Regions from separate parts of the Mus musculus genome. Here region 1 is linked to region 2. The links are chromatin contacts, called in public promoter capture Hi-C maps. All regions are on one chromosome and are shown on one strand. The core of a region is the stretch at or near the end of the contact, and the rest is flanking DNA. Distances in the headings are between cores, read along the strand shown.

Region 1 (5,791 bases), core at 1,993-4,492, 750 kb after region 2:
TAAGGATGTACATCCCACAGTCACATCTCTGACTCATAATTGTTTCTATCTGGAAGAATTATACAGATGGAAATAGAAAGGAAGAGAAAAAGAAGGTCCAGCGACAGGCCCAAAGTGAGATCCAGCTCAAGGAGAGGTCCCAAGGCCTGACGCTATTACTGAGGTTATGGAGTGCTCAAAAAGAGGGATCTATCATGACTGCCCTCCAAGAGACCCAGCAAGCAGCTGAAAGAGTCAGATGCAGATATTTGCACCCAACCAATAGGCAGAAGCAGCTGACCCCTGTTGTTGAATTAAAGAAGGCTGAAAGAAGCTGAGAAGAAGGGCAACCCTGTAGGAGGACCAGCAGTCTCAATTAATCTGGACCCCTGAGATCTCTCAAACACTGGGACACCAAACAGACAGCATACACCAGCTGATATGGGGCCCCCAACACACATACAGTAGAGGACTTCCCAGTCTGTGTACATTCAGAGATGATGCACCTAACCCTCAAGAGACTGGAAGCCCAAGGGAGTTTAGAGGTCAGGTGGGGTAAGGGTTGGGGGCATCCACATGGAGACGGGGTGGGGTGGGGAAGAGGTGTGGGATGTGAAGCAGTCAGTGGAGGGGAGATGGGGGTGGGGCTGGGAATGGAATATGGAGTGTAAAAAATAAATTTAAAATAAAATAAAAAAGAATAAGGATGTGGTGACTAACTTTTTAAAAGGAGTGATTGAGGTGAATGGATGTATATAAAAAGAATTAATAGCCGGGCGTGGTGGCACACGTCTTTAATCCCAGCACTCGGGAGGCAGAGGCAGGCAGATTTCTGAGTTCGAGGCCAGCCTGGTCTACAGAGTGAGTTCTAGGACAGCCAGGGCTATACAGAGAAACCCTGTCTCGAAAACAACAACAACAACAACAACAAAGAATTAATAATGCTCCAAATATGAATTCTACATGAAAGATGAGGCTAACGGCTGCCACCCTTAATGATGGAAGAGATGAGGAAGGAGTTTTTGCAGTGATGTGTAAAAGGAAGGCTGCGGTGGATCTGCACAAGTGGAGGTTCCTTTCTCAATACTGAACATAATTATTTGGAAATAAAGAACAAATAAAGTGGGCTGGAGAGATGGCTCAGCAGTTAAAAGCACTGATTGCTCTTCCAGAGGTCCTGAGTTCAATCCCCAGCAACCACATGCTGGCTCACAACCATCTGTAATTGGGTTCGATGCTCTCTTCTGGTGTGTCTGAAGACAGCAACCATAAAATAAATCTTTAAAAAAATATAAAGCTGGGCGTGGTGGTGCATGCCTTTAATCCCAGCACTCAGGAGGCAGAGGCAAGCGGATTTCTGAGTTCGAGGCCAGCCTGGTCTACAAAGTGAGTTCCAGGACAGCCAGAGCTACACAGAGAAACCCTGTCTCGAAAAACAAACAAACAAACAAAAACAAAAACAAAAAACAAAAAATATATATATAAAGAACAAATAAAGTGAAAACAGATATACTTGAAGCCATGACTTAAAGACTATAGAATAATTAACCCAGAGACCAATCCTTAGGAAATGTTTAAAGGGATAGGATAGGGAGATCCCAGAAAAGAAAATTTAAAAAGTGATCACCAGAAGAAACAGCAGCACAGAAGCACAAGGCAATAAATGCCAAAGAGTGTTGAACAATGGCAAAGCAGTAACAACTAACGCAATCCTTAAAGGTGAGTGGAGGAGAGAGGACTGGCAAACGTGGTGATTAGAACAAAGAACATCGAGGGGGGGGAGTTATATGGAAATGTTGTAATGGAAGGTATTACTTTGTTTACTAACTTTAAATTTCCAGTTTTTAAGAGAGAGGAAGGGAGAGAGTAGTGGAAGAAACCAGCCCCAAATGTGTACGAGCTTGCGCACATGAGCACACACACAAAGCTGCATACTGTGTGCATGCATTCCAGTGGAGGGAGTAGAAGCAGAAACAGAAGCAAATGGATCTGGAGCTCAAAGCCAGCCTGGGCTACATAGACTCTGTCGAAAGGAAAAAAGAAAGAAGAGAAGGAGAAGGAGGAGGGAGAGGAGGAGGAGGAGGGCTGGAGATGTAGCTCCGATGGTAGAGGACTTGCCTAGCATGCCTGGATTTACTCTCCAAAACTACAAAACTGGATGTTGTTACAATTGAACCACAAGTTCTATGGTCTACTGTCAGAAGTTGACACCAACTTAGGCTACAGAAAATCCTCTCTCAAACAAAAAACAAACAAACAAACAAACAAACAACAACAAAACAGCCAAAAGGGGAAAAAAGTGAAGCTTATTCTACTAGCCACAATTTCTAGCTAAAGGACAGGCAGGACAGAAAAATTACAGGTAGGAAAAGTAAAAATATTTGCCAATCATTTTATGAGTATTCAGAATTAATAGCAGCAACAAAAGGAAATGTCCTGGTGCTCAAACGCTATGCGTGGCTGGTGTAAGAAATGTGGAAGTGTCAATGAGGAACTATCTCTTGTTTATTCTGCATTGTTATTGCTATAGCTAGTTATTAAGTGTTGTAACTTTTGACATAGATTTTTTTTAAAAGGTTGATCTTTTGGGTCAAATGTCCCCAAATGTGCCTGTTATTGGTCATATGGAAAATTTGACCTTGTCTTTACAAGGCTCGAGATTTGACTCTGTAGTTAAGACAACAGGAAATGGACTTCACTTGGAACTTGGACATTTATCTTTGTGTTATAAAACCTTTAAAATATGGCTAATAAGAAAGGCCGTCTAGAAATCTTTAAAATGTGATTTTAAGAAAACATCTGGGGGAAAGATTTAGACAGGAGAGATCATGGTCTACGTAGTTCAGGGTGACCCAAAGTTGCTTCCAATCTCTTGTCTTGCTCTGGGGAGAGGAAGTGGTGGGGTTAGGGGTCCTTGAACACACTTGTTGCAGAAGACGATGGATGAACTAGGGTTTTATGATCCTCCTATTTCCATCTCCCCAAGGCCTGGATTGCAAACCTGTGCTTCGACGCCAAACTTTAGAATTGTTTTTAAATAGATTTCTAAATTCTTTAAAGTTTGAAAACCTTAAAACTTTTATGTAAATTTGCTCAAGATAGCTAGGAAACTACATTTCCCAAGAGTGTACGTGGCAAGTCGCCACACTGGTCTGGTCGCTTTACCAAGAGGCACACTGGGAAATGTAGTTCTCCGAGCAGTGGGGCTCACAACGTTTTTGACGGAAGACTGGGAAGTGCGCCGCCAGTGGCAGGACGGGGACCGGACAAGGACTCTGCACAACCTCAATTTTGTGTGTGCGGTCCGAGAAAGGGTCTAAGTCATCTGTACTTCTCTAAGCAAGGTGCTGGCCACGGTTCAATGCTGGCGAGCGACTCGGAGGTCCCTGAAAGGAAGGTGCCAATCGCGGAGGGTCGAGCTGGTACCCGCCCCACCCAGGCTGCGGCCGCGCGGGGAGGAAGCGCGCACAGGCCGAGTGCAAAAGTTTCCTTTTCTGCTTTCCAGTCAGAGAAGCTTCAACCAACCGAGGGTGGAGATGCCTGACTTCAATTGGAAGAGAACCCGGGAGCCAAAGGGGTTGAAATAAGCGACTTCCCGGAAAAACAAACTATCAAAAAACCTCTCCCCACCACTAGCCATGGGCAGCCGAGATCACCTGTTTAAAGTGCTGGTGGTGGGGGACGCCGCCGTTGGCAAGACGTCTCTGGTCCAGCGCTACTCCCAGGACAGCTTCAGCAAGCACTACAAGTCCACCGTGGGAGGTGAGCGGTCACGGGTGACTAGGAGCAGGGGTCGAGGCTCGCAGCCGGTAGCCTCTGGGTACCGAGGTTGCCTCTAAGGGGTCCCCAGCCTACCTACAAAGATAGGGCCAAAGTATACAGGTGAGAGATGGTGAAGGGGTCTGAGCCGGGGACTATTCACCGCAGAGAGCAGAGCCCTCCCGCAGCCATGCGCTGCCCAGAGCAACTTCTCCAGTCAGCAAAGTCAGCTGAGTCCCGGTTCAAGTGCAGGCTGGGGCAGTTACCCTGCTTCCTACCAGCATCCGACGGGTGTTGAGGAAAGAACCCCGTTACCTTAGGAGGAAAGCCCAGGAGCTAAGCAGTCAGAGGTGTGGGGAAGACTGGAGGACAGATTCCGGTCAGGTCTGATGAGCCCTATGGTGTCATTAGTGAACTGAGTGGGAAATGTGAGGAATTCACGAAAGAATGTGAAATACCCTCGAGTGGCCTGTCGTCTTCTCTTGCACTGGGGAAGGCAGGGAGGAAGAGAGAAAGAAGCACTAAAAGTAAATTCATTTCTTTCCCAGTGTGGCCTTTGGACTCTGCTGAACTGTCCACCTGTCGGTCTGTCTACCCCAAACACACAGACACAGACACAGATACACACAGACACACACACACCTCCACCACCACCACAAGGAGAAGGTAGTTAACAAGGTTACAGTAATGTGAAAGAATAAAATTACATTTGTTTTTTTTATTTTGTTTTGTTTGAGACAGGGTTTCTCTGTATAGCCCTGGCTGTCCTGGAACTCACTCTGTAGACCAGGCTGGCCTTGAACTCAGAAATCTGCCTGCCTCTGCCTCCCAAGTGCTGGGATTAAAGGCATGCGCCACCACGCCCAGCACATAAAATTACATTTGTACCAACACAGATTTACATGTGAAAGTTTTTTTATTAACTCTTTTCTTTGAAATGAAAACTTTATAGAATATTTCAAAAACTGTTTCCTGACTACTTTGCCCACCACTCCTAAATACAAGTCCTTATTTCATGGATTTTGGGTTAAAAATGTCCTGTGAATTAATTTTTACCAGTGGACTGTTTTCCGACAGTATGAACATACTGATTCTGGCAAGTTTTGTTTGTTTTTCCCAATGTTTATTATAAATTCTCCCTCGTTTTCACTTCTGTCACAGATGTAGAAGAAAGAATATGTTTCTGAACTGAAATTATTCTGTGTTTCTCCTTAACAAGTAGCTTTTCCAGCATAGTGTGGTTGTCTCTACCTTTAATTCTAGCATTCAAGAGGTTGAGGCAGGAGGATCTCAAGTTGGAGCTAGGCTCTACTATCCGACTTTGGGAGGTTCCCCTGGAATAGCTGTTCAGTCCAACCTCATGGAGTTTCAGCATCTGCAGACCCGTGGGGGATTCAGCACAGCTCTTAAGCAGCATCCATGTCTCAACCTCTGCCATCTTGTTCATTTAACCAGTACCTGCTGGACATATACCATAGCCTTAAGGAGGATACAGAGGTTTTCACTGTATTTTCTCATAATACTGTTTGATTAGATACTAACAGTGAAGTTAAGATGGAAGATACAAAGCTAACCACCTTACCTTCCTTTCCTCCATCTCCCCCACCATTCTTTCCTTGAGAACCCCCCACTTAAAAAACATCCCAGAAACCATTTAACCTGAGAACAGGAATAATGGTCATAACCATGCCCATAACTTTCTTGATCCTAGCCAAGGAGATAATCAGTGTGAAATAATTTGATCTGAGAGAGGAGAAAACACTGAAGACCGTTTGGAGAGTACGGATTATGTGTCCCAACACAAATGTACCATGGGGGCTCCTCTCCATCGCCAGAAGGTTTAAACCTAATTGGAGTGTTGTGATCCTGGGGTTGTCACTGTATATTTATTTGATCTGAGCTTGTGCTAGGACTAAAAAAAAAAAAAAAAAAAAAAAAAAAAAAAAAAAAAAACCATTTACTGTGTGTGTGTGTGTGTGTGTGTGTGTGTGTGGACATGTATTCTGTGACATACTTGTGGAAGTCAGAAGCCAGTTTATAGGCTTGGGCTATA
Region 2 (5,339 bases), core at 1,603-4,102:
ACAACCAAACAAGCCAAGTGATTAGCAAGGGCCAACATTAGCATTTGAACCCAAATCTTTCTGGCTCCAAATGCATGCCCTTTGGCATCTCTTTATGACCAAGGACAGCCAGAGTCTCTTTTCTGGGGACAGCTCTCTATTTGTACAGACAGATGCCCTCCTTTATATGGAGTAGCAAATTTCTGTCTGGCCCAGAGCTAGGGTATAAAGATTAGCTGTGGCTCTGCTGTGGAAAGGGATGATATCGACCCCTACAGATGTTGTGACTGCAGGACAGTGAAGAGGCCACAGCCTTGCCTGTTGTTAGGATCTGGAGAAGCCTGGAGTGTGGTGTGGTGGCCACCAATTATCTGCTCAAGGCACCAAGAAATTACAGAGTGACTCCAGCAGTTTCTCATACAGACTTAAGCTGAAGACAGGCCTTGTACAGTTTCTGTGGAGAATAGATGAAACTTCTAGAGACAGGGCATCCTGAGAGCTGCACAACTCTGTGCTACTCAGGGCAGATTCGTGCCCTGTAAAACAACGATAAAGCTCATGTTATATGTTTTGCTATAGCAAAAAAGAAAAAAATGTTGAAAGTAACCTCAAAAATTAACTTTAAAATTTGTATTACATTTGTATCTATTTCTTGTGTGTGTGTGTATGTGTGCATACAAATACGGACATACATAAGCCACAGGTGCACATACATGAGCCACAGCACACATGTGGAGTTAGAAAACAGCTTTCTGGGATCTATTCTCTCCTTCTATCCTATGGGATAGATGGGATCAAATTCACGTTGTCAGGTTTGGCAGCAAGTGCCTTAACCTACAAGCCATCTCAACAACCTGAAGTCAATGCTTTAAAACTTGTAATATACTATGCAATTCTACTTTCAAACATACGCCTACTGGAGAGGGGAGTGGAGTGGGGGGGGGAGCATGGGACGGAAGGTGGGGGAGGGGACACTAAGAAAGGGGAGAGAGGAAAGAAGGGGAGATGAAGAGGGAGGGGGAAGGAAGGGGGAGGAGGAAAGGGGGAGGAGGGGAGGAAGGTATGGGAGGGTGGGGAAGGAGAAGAGGGGTGGGAAGGAGGGGAGGGAGAAGAATGAGAGGAGGGAAGAAAAAGGAAGGGGGAAGACAAAGGAGGCAGGAGGATGAGGGGAGGAGGAGTGAGCAGGGAAACGGGGAAGAAGAGGAGCAGAGGGGAGGACTCTCTGCCATTTCTGGTGCCTGAAAGCAATAGCTAGACCTTGGTCTGCAAGCTCAAAAACAAAAGAAACTCAGCCACAGAGTGTCTACCTAAAGGAGAACATGAATTGGTTCCACAGGGTTGTTTCTCATCCATGGCACCCAGTATCTGGCAGATACAGGATTCCATCTAGTGAGAAGTCTAAGGACAAACCTCCAGGATGAGGATGGCTCTGTGGTTGTAAGAACCATGGCAAGTGGGCACAGACATCTTGGAGTGTCTTCACAGTTTATGTGCCACAATCCCAGGTCCCTCGTCCTTTCCTGACAGCCAACCTTGGACAGCCGGTAAAGTAATGCGTGATCGGGTTGAAAGAAGGCTGTCACCCAGGAGGAGCATGGAGTACAGGACCAGGCATGAATGCCAGAGATGCTGGCTTTGAGCAGAGAAGACCACTCCCTGGCATCAGGACCAAAAGCAGAGCTCTCGGTCAGTGGTTAATATCCTTCCTCCCAGCCTCCCCAGAGCATGGGTATGGAATCTAGCAATTCTTCAGGTTCCAGCTAAGCTGCACGAAGGTGTTACAAAAGGCCATTTCTTCTCCTTGGAGGAGAGCCAAAAGGAAAAGTGACACACACAGCCTTCATCCTGGAGTCAATGAAATCATAGCTCACATGAGCCTGCAAAATGAGAAAAATGCCCTTGGCTTGGGACTAACCATCAATGAGGGGCGGAGGGGGAAAAGAAGGGAAGAAAGGGGGAGGGGAAACTAGAAAGAGCTGAGATCGATCCTTAATTCACACATCAGGCTCATATTCGTTTGTTTGGAGTTTTGGGAACAAACTGTATCACATAGAGAATGGCTGAATAAACTAATGAAGTGCGTCTGGTAAGCTTATCCCTATGTGCACCACCAGGGGGAGCACTTGTTCCACACCGCTGGTCTTTTATGCACTATGAAGCCGCTGGTTAAGGGCATAAATTCTGGGTTCTAAGGGCCTTTTTTTTTTTTTTTTTTTTTTTTTTTTTTAAAGATTTATTTATTTATTATATGTAAGTACACTGCAGCTGTCTTCAGACACTCCAGAAGAGGACATCAGATCTTGTTACAGATGGTTGTGAGCCACCATGTGGTTGCTGGGATTTGAACTCTGGACCTTCGGAAGAGCAGTCGGGTGCTCTTACCCACTGAGCCATCTCACCAGCCCTCTAAGGGCCTTTTAACACCACCACCACCACCACCCCTTTTGTCCAAGAGCTGCCTGATTTTACTTTGTGCACGTCACCCTGTTTTCAGATAAGGAAAATATCTGACCCCGGGGAACTGGCAGTTTCTCCCACTCTTAAGGGCTCCAGAAATAGAGTCCTCACCTCACTTGGCGGCAATCCCAACCCTTTCTTGCTGTGGGATGTTTCCTGTCCACAGACCCCTAAGACGGGAGCTAGACAAGCAGGTGCCTCCACAGGGACCACACATTCGAGCCTGAGGAGGAAGTAGCCTGCTTTCCCGAGGCCTGGAGCCTCTTCTCTGCCCCTGCCCCAGCCGCAGACCCCCTACCAACCCTCCTCACCCACCAGCTCTCCCCAGTGCCTGGCCAGCACCTAGGAGCAACAGCCAGACTGTGGTCCCCGCAGGCTGCAGCGTGCCTTTGTCTGGGCTCACAAAAACCACATTTAGAACCGACTCCCACTTCTGATGCCCCCAGCGCATCTGTCTTTGCTTCGTTCCATCTGGCGATCTCAGAGGAATGGCTAATTAAATTGAAATGAGCTGGCCTATTTTTAGTGTTCTTCAGCTATCAGGCCTGGGGGGAATAGCCACAACGTTTGGAAAAGAACACCAGGAAGACTGAAAATCTCTGGAGCTGCATGCTGTTTCTAGGATTATCAGCTCCCAAGTCCCACCTGCCTCGGCAGGGTCCATCCGGTTCTCCTGTTGTCCTGTTTGAGGATGGGGCCAAAGTTGGAGGAAGGACGCTATGATTTAGATACAGCTTAGGTGTGGCACCTCCTGTGTTGCGAGTCTAGTAAGGTAACGGGCGGGCGCCGAGACCTTGAGAGAGTGCACTTGGATCACTGATGCTGTGTCTTCAGCTGCTTTCACAAACCCCTCATTTGGTCTAGTGTGAGGTCATTATGAACAGGCAAGACGAGCCTCGGCCCTAGGTGCTGTCTAATCAATACATCTCTCTGTCTCAAAGTCACAACTGTAATGGAGCTAACTCACCCAGGAGTGTCAGCCAGAAGCTCAACATACAACACTGCCCTGCTCCCTGACTTACAGCTCCCCCATTTATAAAGTTCACAGCCTCCCTCATTTTCCTATAGTACCTGAAAGTGACTAGTAAACAGGCTTCCTGGGTGCTCTTGATCCACCTCATCCTAGAACCAGAGACACATTCAGCTCAGTGAGCCTTGACAGCTTGATGCCAAGTCAGAGCTGTGATGAGCTTTAGATGACAACAGGTTTGTGCAGAGAGGAGGTGAGGAAGGGGAGGTGAGAGGTGGGGTGTGGTAGAGGTGAGGATGGGGAGGTGAGAGGTGGGGGGTGTGGTAGAGGTGAGGATGGGGAGGTGAGAGGTGGGGGGTGTGGTAGAGGTGAGGATGGGGAGGTGAGAGGTGGGGGGTGTGGTAGAGGTGAGGAAGGGGAGGTGAGAGGTGGGGGGTGTGGTAGAGGTGAGGATGGGGAGGTGAGAGGTGGGGGGTGTGGTAGAGGTGAGGATGGGGAGGTGAGAGGTGGGGGGTGTGGTAGAGGTGAGGATGGGGAGGTGAGAGGTGGGGGTGTGGTAGAGGTGAGGAGGGAGAAGAGAGAGGTGGGGTATGTGGTAGAAGTGAGGATGGGGAGGTGAGAGGTGGAGGTGTGGTAGAGGTGAGGAGGGGGGGTAAGAGGTGGGGTATGTGGTAGAAGTGAGGATGGGGAGGTGAGAGGTGGATCCCATCCCAGGTCCTGGATGGTACTTGTGCAAACATTGCTTCCTGCTAGTGAATTGGAAAAGCCATCCCTCTACTGCCACGTTAGGACCCCCTCTGGTTCCTTGTCTGCACAACCGACGTGCTCCTTACTTGGAGGTATGTTGTTTGATGCAAGCTAAACCCCTCTCCAGCTTCTCTTCCTCCTGCGTCCTCTGCTCTGGCCACTCTTTGTCACATTTTTAAAGTTTTGTTATTTGGTTTAATTGCACACATACACTGGGGAGGGGGTCTTTGTGGGTGTACAGTCACGTGAGAGATGGTGACCCTGAGGCCAGAGGCACCGGAACTTGAGTTTTAGGAGGTTGTGAGCTGTCTGACACGAGGAATTGAAGACCAGTCCTCAGCAAGAACAGTACACCCTCTTAAACCCTGAGCCTTCTCTGCAGCTCCGGAGCGTTTTTTTTTGCTTTTTGCTGTTCCTACACATTTCAAGTTGTGTGTCAGGAATTCCCTTCCTTGCATGACAAATCCTTCTCGTTAAGGGCACTACTCGGCAGTCACCTGCCTGAGGCTATTAGTCACTCCCGCCTCTGTGGTTTTCTAAAAGTTTGCTCAGACTAATATTAGACCTTATCAAACACATCCGACTTCTATGCCTACGTGGGATAAGGGCTTGCTGCGAGTGGGAGGTGTGTTCAGCCCATGGAGCTGAACTTCCCAGGCTTATGAATCCAGTGAATTCTTACTGTTGCGTGAAGATGAGAGAAAGTGAAATCGGGTTCTTTATTCTTCTGGGTCCCCACACAGCCCAAAGACGGCAGGGCCTCCTTCCTCCACCAGAGTGAAGCTTTGGCGAGTGGGCAGCCCTCTCTTACATCCTCACCCACAGCCAGGGCTCCTCAGGATTCCAACAAACTCTCTCTCTTCCTTATGTGCTTGGCCCTTGGGCGCATCAGGGTGCCTATTTTTTTTAAGATTTATCTTATTTCTATCTATGTGTGTGTGTGTATCTGTGGACACACTCAAACACTGTACACACACAGGTACATGCATTTGTGTGTCAGTGCCAGAGAAGACCAGAAGAGGGAGTCAGGCCCCTGGCATTATAAGCCAACGTGAGCCACCCAATGTGGATGCCAACACAGGTGCCAGGAGGAGAACTCTGTTCCTCTTTGAGAGCAGCAAGTCACCAGCTGTCACCCCTCCAGCCCCTTCACTATTCCTTAAGGGTTTCCTATCCTGGTCCACAT

Evidence for each region. Promoter capture Hi-C pulls out the DNA fragments that hold promoters and counts their contacts.
Region 1: a promoter capture Hi-C map of pre-B cells shows a contact between it and region 2, with 2.3 times the contacts expected there. The contact joins the promoter of Rab29 here to the enhancer-like site in region 2. A contact is called at or near these places in 4 of 39 promoter capture datasets (the C10 cell line, HPC-7-derived erythroid cells, liver and 1 more) and 1 of 9 other capture datasets (liver).

Annotation. Positions count from the first base shown.
Region 1 is chr1:131,864,035-131,869,825 of GRCm38.p6, forward strand. Rab29 (RAB29, member RAS oncogene family) reads left to right here and starts at 3,243. Exons shown (of 6, transcript NM_144875.2): 1 at 3,243-3,376; 2 at 3,485-3,741. The coding sequence starts at 3,618.
Region 2 is chr1:131,114,044-131,119,382 of GRCm38.p6, forward strand. It overlaps Gm51643 (a long non-coding RNA gene), which reads left to right. Exons shown (of 2, transcript XR_003947991.1): 2 at 1,507-1,864. Among named protein-coding and RNA genes, the nearest start is that of Gm51643, 3.9 kb to the left of the region's middle. Within about 2 kb of position 2,853, at least 38 of the 459 cell types and tissues checked have an H3K27ac peak or open chromatin away from gene starts, as enhancers often do. A contact at or near this core is called in pre-B cells, where this site is marked.